Regions from separate parts of the Bicyclus anynana genome. Here region 2 is linked to region 1. Evidence: chromatin contacts called from public Hi-C data. All regions are on one chromosome and are shown on one strand. The core of a region is the stretch at or near the end of the contact, and the rest is flanking DNA. Distances in the headings are between cores, read along the strand shown. Region 1 holds the start of LOC112044029 (serine/threonine-protein kinase SIK2). Region 2 overlaps LOC112044029 (serine/threonine-protein kinase SIK2).

Region 1 (3,406 bases), core at 394-2,893:
GTTTAAATTACTGTAGTCAGCATTATCCAAGTATGGGTGAACGATAACATGAACCAAGCGTTAAAATATCTCTATGAGGATATTTTAATTATCTAGTGCTTGTGTCGGAAAAAATGGAGCGTATACTGATTGGCTCCCAGTAGAAAGAGGTGTCTGACAAGGGTGTATTGCGACACCACGATTGTTCAACCTATTCATGGATAACTACTTGACATATTTGAAAGAGAGTATGTATGAACAAAATATTTGTCAAATATTTACTCTACTCTGATGATCAAGTAATACTTGCATCATCTGCTCCTGCAAACAGGAGATGATAAATATTATAAATGTAGTTTTTAAAAGAAAAGGAATGAAAATGAAGTAAGCAAAATATAAGATTTTTTTTAAAGAGATTAATGTATGACAATATTTTGATAGATGGAGAAACTAGTGGTAGCAGAAAAAGAATTTGTATACCTGGGTTATACATTTGCGAACAATAGAATATGTGAAAGTTGTATTGAAAGGAGAGTAAATGCTAGAAATGTGTCTTTATGAATAGCCAGAGTGTATACCACAACGCACGACTAGCTATGCATAGGAGAAGGAGTTTTAGTCCCAAATCTAATGTACCATAGTGAAAGTTGGATATGGCAGGAGAAGCATAAAAAAAGTGTGATAAGAGAACGTTGTGGTATAAAAGATGTAGTGATTAAAATCGGTTATAAAAATTGTTATTAAATTAAATACGAATAATACACATAATACTTTAAATAAGTTAATTCATATAATCAATAAACTATAAATATTTCAACCAACAAATGTAGGTAGTTACATATTATTCAGAAATACTGTAGAATCAAAAAAGGTCCTTCGAACAGGATTCTTATGAGAATTGTAAAATGTAGTTACTTATGTAAAATGATAGATAATTTAATAAATGTGAGTATATTGTTTGGACATTTTTCTTACCTCAGTCTTCGTTATTCGATGTCGTGCTAACTTTACGACGGCAAAATTCCCTTTGCCAATGGTCCTTTCAATGTCATAAAAACCCACCCTGATGGGGGTTTTCGCAGGACGTTCGCGATCCGCCATTATTGATGTGGATCTCATCCAACTTGACAATCAATTTCACCTCACCAACTGTAACTCCTCGTTTTCCGTGATACTATTTATAATAATTCCTTCAATGCTAGTCAGTCGTAACACTCCTATTTTACATAATGTTAACACATGAATTTTACTAACCATGAAATATTTTAACAAACTTACTACACTACAATATTTGGCTATTAAAACCTACGTAATATTGTTACTTGTTAGTAATTTAGTGCTCTAACAAAATTGTATCAAAGGTATTGCAACAGTTCGATGTACTTAATTATTTACGGTATGTATATAGCCAGGGAAAGTCTTATTATGTTCAGATTACACAGATTACAGTCACTTGCACGCGCTTGTACTGCACGTATTTGTGTACAAAATATATTTACGAATGGTAGAAAATCGCGCAGAGGCGGCGCGCGTATCGTACGCTAGAGAAACATGACGCCGCCGCCTCACCGGCTGTCAACCGGATACTGAACTCGGGCTTGAGTTTGACTCGGCTCGGGCCTCTAGTCGACTTCTCGTCTCTCGAGTCGAGTGAGGGAGACTCGAGTCGAGTACTCGTACAGAATAGCCCAATGGTACCTTCGACGCGACACGCGCGCGCTTTTAGCCGCCATATTGCTTTTGTGTGACGTCAGCAACGCGTAATGTTCATCGACATACGCACGATTGCACACATATACCTGTTTTATAGCTTCGTATTAATGCGCTTATTGGAAATTATTTCAAAACACTTCTAAATACTGATAGGTTCTCGAATCGTGTTTGTATCGTGCGGCGCATAAATGTGTTCTTTCCAGGATGAAAAGTATGACTTAATCCAGAGTAAAATCTGTTTCCATTCCAAATTTCAGGCAAATCGTTTCAGTAGTAGCGGGACTACCAAACATCCAAACAAACATCCATACAAACTTTAGCGTTTATAATATTAGTAGGATTTTCTCTCCCATATCGGGGTTTTGGTTTTCTATTCTATTCTATTATCGCTATCGTTAACGTTATCGCTATCGCTATCGCCAACGCTATCGCTTCCATACATAACCCCTATTTCACCCCATTCTCTTTTATTGCAGGGATAAAAAGTAGTCTATGTAGTACCCCAAGGTCCCCTATATCATTATACCAAAATTCATTTTGATCGGTTCAGTCGTTTAGCCGTGAATAGGTAAGAGACAGACAGACAGACAGACATAGAAGTATCTATTCTAGCCGAGTACGAACAATTTTTGGATTTACCGCCCAAAAATCGTTCGTACTCGACTAAAATACTAAAGTAGTCCGAACTAGGCATTACTCTTGCATTTTCATTATTAGTATAGAAGTAAATGTGTATCAACTCGTATTTAATAAAATAAACAAATGTAGCGTACGGAACATGACGGTGTCGTACCCGTCACGGATACGAAATTCAAAAACGAATACGTACGCAAATCAGTAGCACTCGATGGTCCGAACCAAAGATTACAGTGTATTATTGGAAATAGATAGGCTACTCGAACTTTTTTCGGAACGAATGTGATAGCGCCATCTAGTGACTAGATACGATATTTTTAGTATAGTAAAAAGTATAAAATAATAATGCATATTTTTTTGTAAAGGAGAGACATTTTTGATTTTGTAATACTTGAAGAAACCAATTGAGAAAAACAAAAAAAAAGACAAAAAGTTTTCCTTTGTTACCCCCGGGCTCGAACTCAGGATTATTATATTGTGCCTTTGTTATGCACCTCTAGGCCAAATGACTATGTGGAAAATCGTTGAAATTAATGTACACTTACTGTTTTTCTTTAATAATCCCTTTGCTTTAGAAATACAAACACATTCTTTCTATTACGCGTCAAAATTAAAAGGATAAATAATTCTTTTTTTTCGGTTTTTTTTCCGTACTTACACGGGTTTAATCTCTAAAAACATTCTTGTACGTACACATCTATGTAATTGTATTTACTATCCTGAAATCTTAAATCTAGAATGTAGATGGCGCTGCTTCATAAAGATTTCACGTTCTTCTAAGTTCCCATGGCATGGTCCGAACTCGAAGCACAGAACACTGATATTAGGATAGGAGTATCAGACTGATACTCCTATCCTAACAGAGGTCCGAAGCGTCGCAATACCACAACGTCACGGTAATTTCGGAGATTAATGACGAAAAATGCCATCTTGTGTTTATAAAATTTGTAAATCAGTTCACAAAATAAAAAGAAAGCAGGTGAAGTCTCTTTTCGTAAATATTGATTACTTTTAATCTATTTTAAGATTGATAATAGTGATAAATCTTGAATTGAAATACAAAAGTCAAAACTTTTTC
Region 2 (3,406 bases), core at 451-2,950, 100 kb before region 1:
CCTTTCGGTTTTGATTCAGAGGGCGTAGGTTCCAATCCGGTCCGGGACATGTACCTCCAAATTTTCATTTAATAAAATTAAATATCACTTGTCTCAAACGGTGAAGAAAAGACATTGTGAGAAAACCTGAACACCTGAGAATTTATTTCTCTATGTGTGTGAAGTTTGCCAATCCGCATTGGGCCAGCTTGGTGGACTAAGGCCTAACACCTCTCATTCTGAGAGGAGACTCGTGCTCAATAGTGAGCTGAATATGGATTGTTAATGATGATGATAATAATCATGAGAAATCATTACCCCAACCGCCAGACACTTAGCCTAGTGGCAACCCTTCGCAAGATAGTTATAGTTTTATCTTTAACTGTTTTGAAATGTTGCCACGAGCTGGCAACTTGTGATAATATGATTTCTGATTATGCTCAGGAAAACACAAAAAATAACTTTATACTTGGACGATAGTGGGTTAAAACCTGCTGCCTCGCAAAGCAATCTCGGTTCAAAAGTAATTGCTGATCGTAGTTATCTGCGGTAAGAGCATGGGCAGAAAAACTTCCAGCTTTTATAAAATCAAGAAGGCTGTCAAAGCTCTCAATCTACATTATTATTTTATTATATTACAATATTTGGCAAGTTAATTTAAAGTATTTTTTTATCCTGGTATCCCAAACACATAATGCTTGTATAGTCTCTTATTATAGACATGAAGCGTATCATAACCACGTACACACTACACGAGCAATGTGTGTATGCATGTACGTATCAGGTTAAAAAAATAATCTATTGGAATTAGTAAAACAAAAATAGAGATACGTCAGTATAACCAACAGGAATGAACGTTGCGATATAAATTGCTAAAATCGAGTACAAATTGAACATCATCGGATAATTAAAATCATAATTATCGACCTACTGTAAATATTGTTATAAAAATTGTTATTGAAAGGCAATTTGATATAATAATTGCTGACTTAACCACGAGCTATTTGTTTTTAAAGCACTATTATTGTCATGCACTCTACAGTTCATATCATGCCTTTCAGCTTTATAACATCAGTACCATCTACGTTACAATATAAACGAATACGTAAGATTACAATGAGACCAAAGTTCCATCTAGTAGCGGCCCTATAATGCCTAGTTCGAACTACTTCAGTAGTTTAGTCTAGTACGTACGATTTTTGGGCAACAAATCCAAAAATTGTTTGTACTTGACTAAAATACTAAAATAGCCTACGGCTTTTAAGCTCGGCCTCATGACAAGTCCAATCCACGCAACAACGTTCCTAAATAGAATATAGCCTTTATAATGTGATATTATAAAATAAATATAAGAATGAAGTTACCAGCGGTGTATGTAATTGTTGACTCTGAAAAGGCACCCACCTCTAAAAATGTCAAATCGCAACTAATCAGATAAAGTTAAATTGATATCCTTAACATATTATCATGTGCCTGTTAACTGCATCAAGTTTAGGGGATATTTACGCCACTAGATGTACGCCAACGTTCGTCGTTGATTCTGCGACAGATCTTCGTAACGTCCTTTTCTGTAAGTATCAGCTGCATCAACAATTTTCACATCGTACAAGGCTAGGGAATAAAAGTCTACGTGTCGTGGAGCGGGCTACATATCGCGTGCAACAATCGCCACTACCATATCTACGACTATCCTACGTGGAGATCTACTAGTTGATCTGTTGAAATACCTGGAAGCAGGCCTGCGGCTGGAACAGCGACGTGTTCCACTGGCCCGGCCACAGCGGCGCCTCCACGGCGTGCGCGCCCTCCGTCTCCCCTTCCCGCCGGCTCATCTCGGAGATCTGACACGCGCTTTGTAGACTCGACGGCAAGTTGGACCAATTTTCGTTCCCTAATCTATCCTTGTGTATACTAATGTCCATTGACCCTTGATACGCGAATTTCGCTTCCTCGTGGCTCTCGTCGCTTTTGCTCTTTAGCCTATTTGGATCTTCAACTATCGCCTGGAATGCGAGCAAGTCCCTATTCTCGGACTCCGTTAAAGGCAAGGGCGGCAGAATTTGCTGCTGTTGTGCTATTTTGTAGCTCTGCTGCCGGAGCATTTGCCGTCTGCTTAGGCCGACTTGAAGACTATGCAGGGCTCCCATATCGTGCACTGGTAAGTTCGGGGGAGTCATTTGTTTCTGAAGCAGTTGTCGCTTTTGTTGAAACAGTCTATGTTGCATTAGCTGCTGCTGAAGGGGTGGTTTGCTGACTGAGGACAGAGACGCTCCGTGCGCTAGATCCGAAGTATCCTGAAGCGCGGCGACCATTTTGGGACTCGCCGGCATCGGTGGGGAAGTGCTCGAGTAATTAAAGTTCTCCGGGAGACTTATCCGCTTTGGAGTAGGATTTTTTGTATCTAAATAGTGTGGAGTGAAACTAGCTGCGAACTGGTTGTGCTGAATTTGTCTCTGGGTCATTTCCTCTGCAGGCAGCGAAGACTGGTATTGAGTTTTTAACTGTTGCGCTTCTTTTTGAACGAGGTGAAGTTCTAAAACGCCCTTCGCTTTACAGTTTTCGTTTAATCTTTGGCTATTAAAGGCTAGGGTATTCTTTTGAGTTTCATTCGTTTGAGCGGCTTGTTGCGCGACGAGGCCGTCGCTAGCGCGGCGTCCTTCTCTGAAATCCACGGGGCTCCGAGTGATGGATCGCTGGCAGTTCTTATTGGCGGATTGATAGTTTATCGGATTGTGCCTTGCGATAAAACCAGTACCAGGAGTTTTATTATTATACGAAGAAATATAAACACAAGGATGCATTGGACTAGTATTAACGAGTGAAGTTGTTTCATAAGCTAGCTTATCTTCATTGGTCGTGCAACTAGGTAGACTGCTAGTCAATTCGCTTGAGCAATCTGACAACTGGTAATCGATGCTTTCGAACGCGGAAAAATTGCTCTGTGACGAATCGCAACTGAGGTTCTGACTGAGGCTTTTGTTGTTAAAAAAAGTCACTACTCCACTACTGGAACTGGAACTCGCATACGAACTTAACCTGTTTTGTACTCCGCTGGGCATGTTTGCGACGTCTTCCATATCGGTCTCACAACCTTCGTCTGTTGACGACGAATACTGTTGTTGAAATTTTGCTGGCTCAGTAGTATTATTTGAAAGCATCGGAGCGTAAGATTGACCAGTGGTATATCTATTTAATGAAAATTTACTATCCGGTCTGTATAGCGTACTCGGAAATAAATCATTGGAAGTGGACGTTACGGAATAATTGGCTTCGGACGATGCGGGCGGTAGGGCAGTGTTTTGTAGATACGAATAACTCGGAAGGTGATTCATGTAATCCTTAAAAGGAGGTGTACTTGTTTGCAGTCGACTTAGATCCTGCTGCTGAGCCTGAGATACTAATCTAGTAGATTCGAGTGGCTTCGGTT

Evidence for each region. Hi-C and Micro-C count contacts between places; a contact is called where the count stands out from the background.
Region 2: a Hi-C map of whole body shows a contact between it and region 1, with 3 times the contacts expected there. The contact joins the enhancer-like site here to the promoter of LOC112044029 in region 1. A contact is called at or near these places in 2 of 2 Hi-C or Micro-C datasets (whole body and whole larva).

The regions. Positions count from the first base shown.
Region 1 is chr16:8,690,785-8,694,190 of ilBicAnyn1.1, reverse strand. LOC112044029 (serine/threonine-protein kinase SIK2) reads right to left here and starts at 1,643. Exons shown (of 10, transcript XM_024079749.2): 1 at 955-1,643. The coding sequence starts at 1,098.
Region 2 is chr16:8,795,320-8,798,725 of ilBicAnyn1.1, reverse strand. LOC112044029 (serine/threonine-protein kinase SIK2) reads right to left here. Exons shown (of 10, transcript XM_024079749.2): 9 at 1,707-3,406. Among protein-coding and RNA genes, the nearest start is that of LOC112044027, 10 kb to the left of the region's middle. Within about 2 kb of position 1,700, at least 5 of the 8 cell types and tissues checked have open chromatin away from gene starts, as enhancers often do.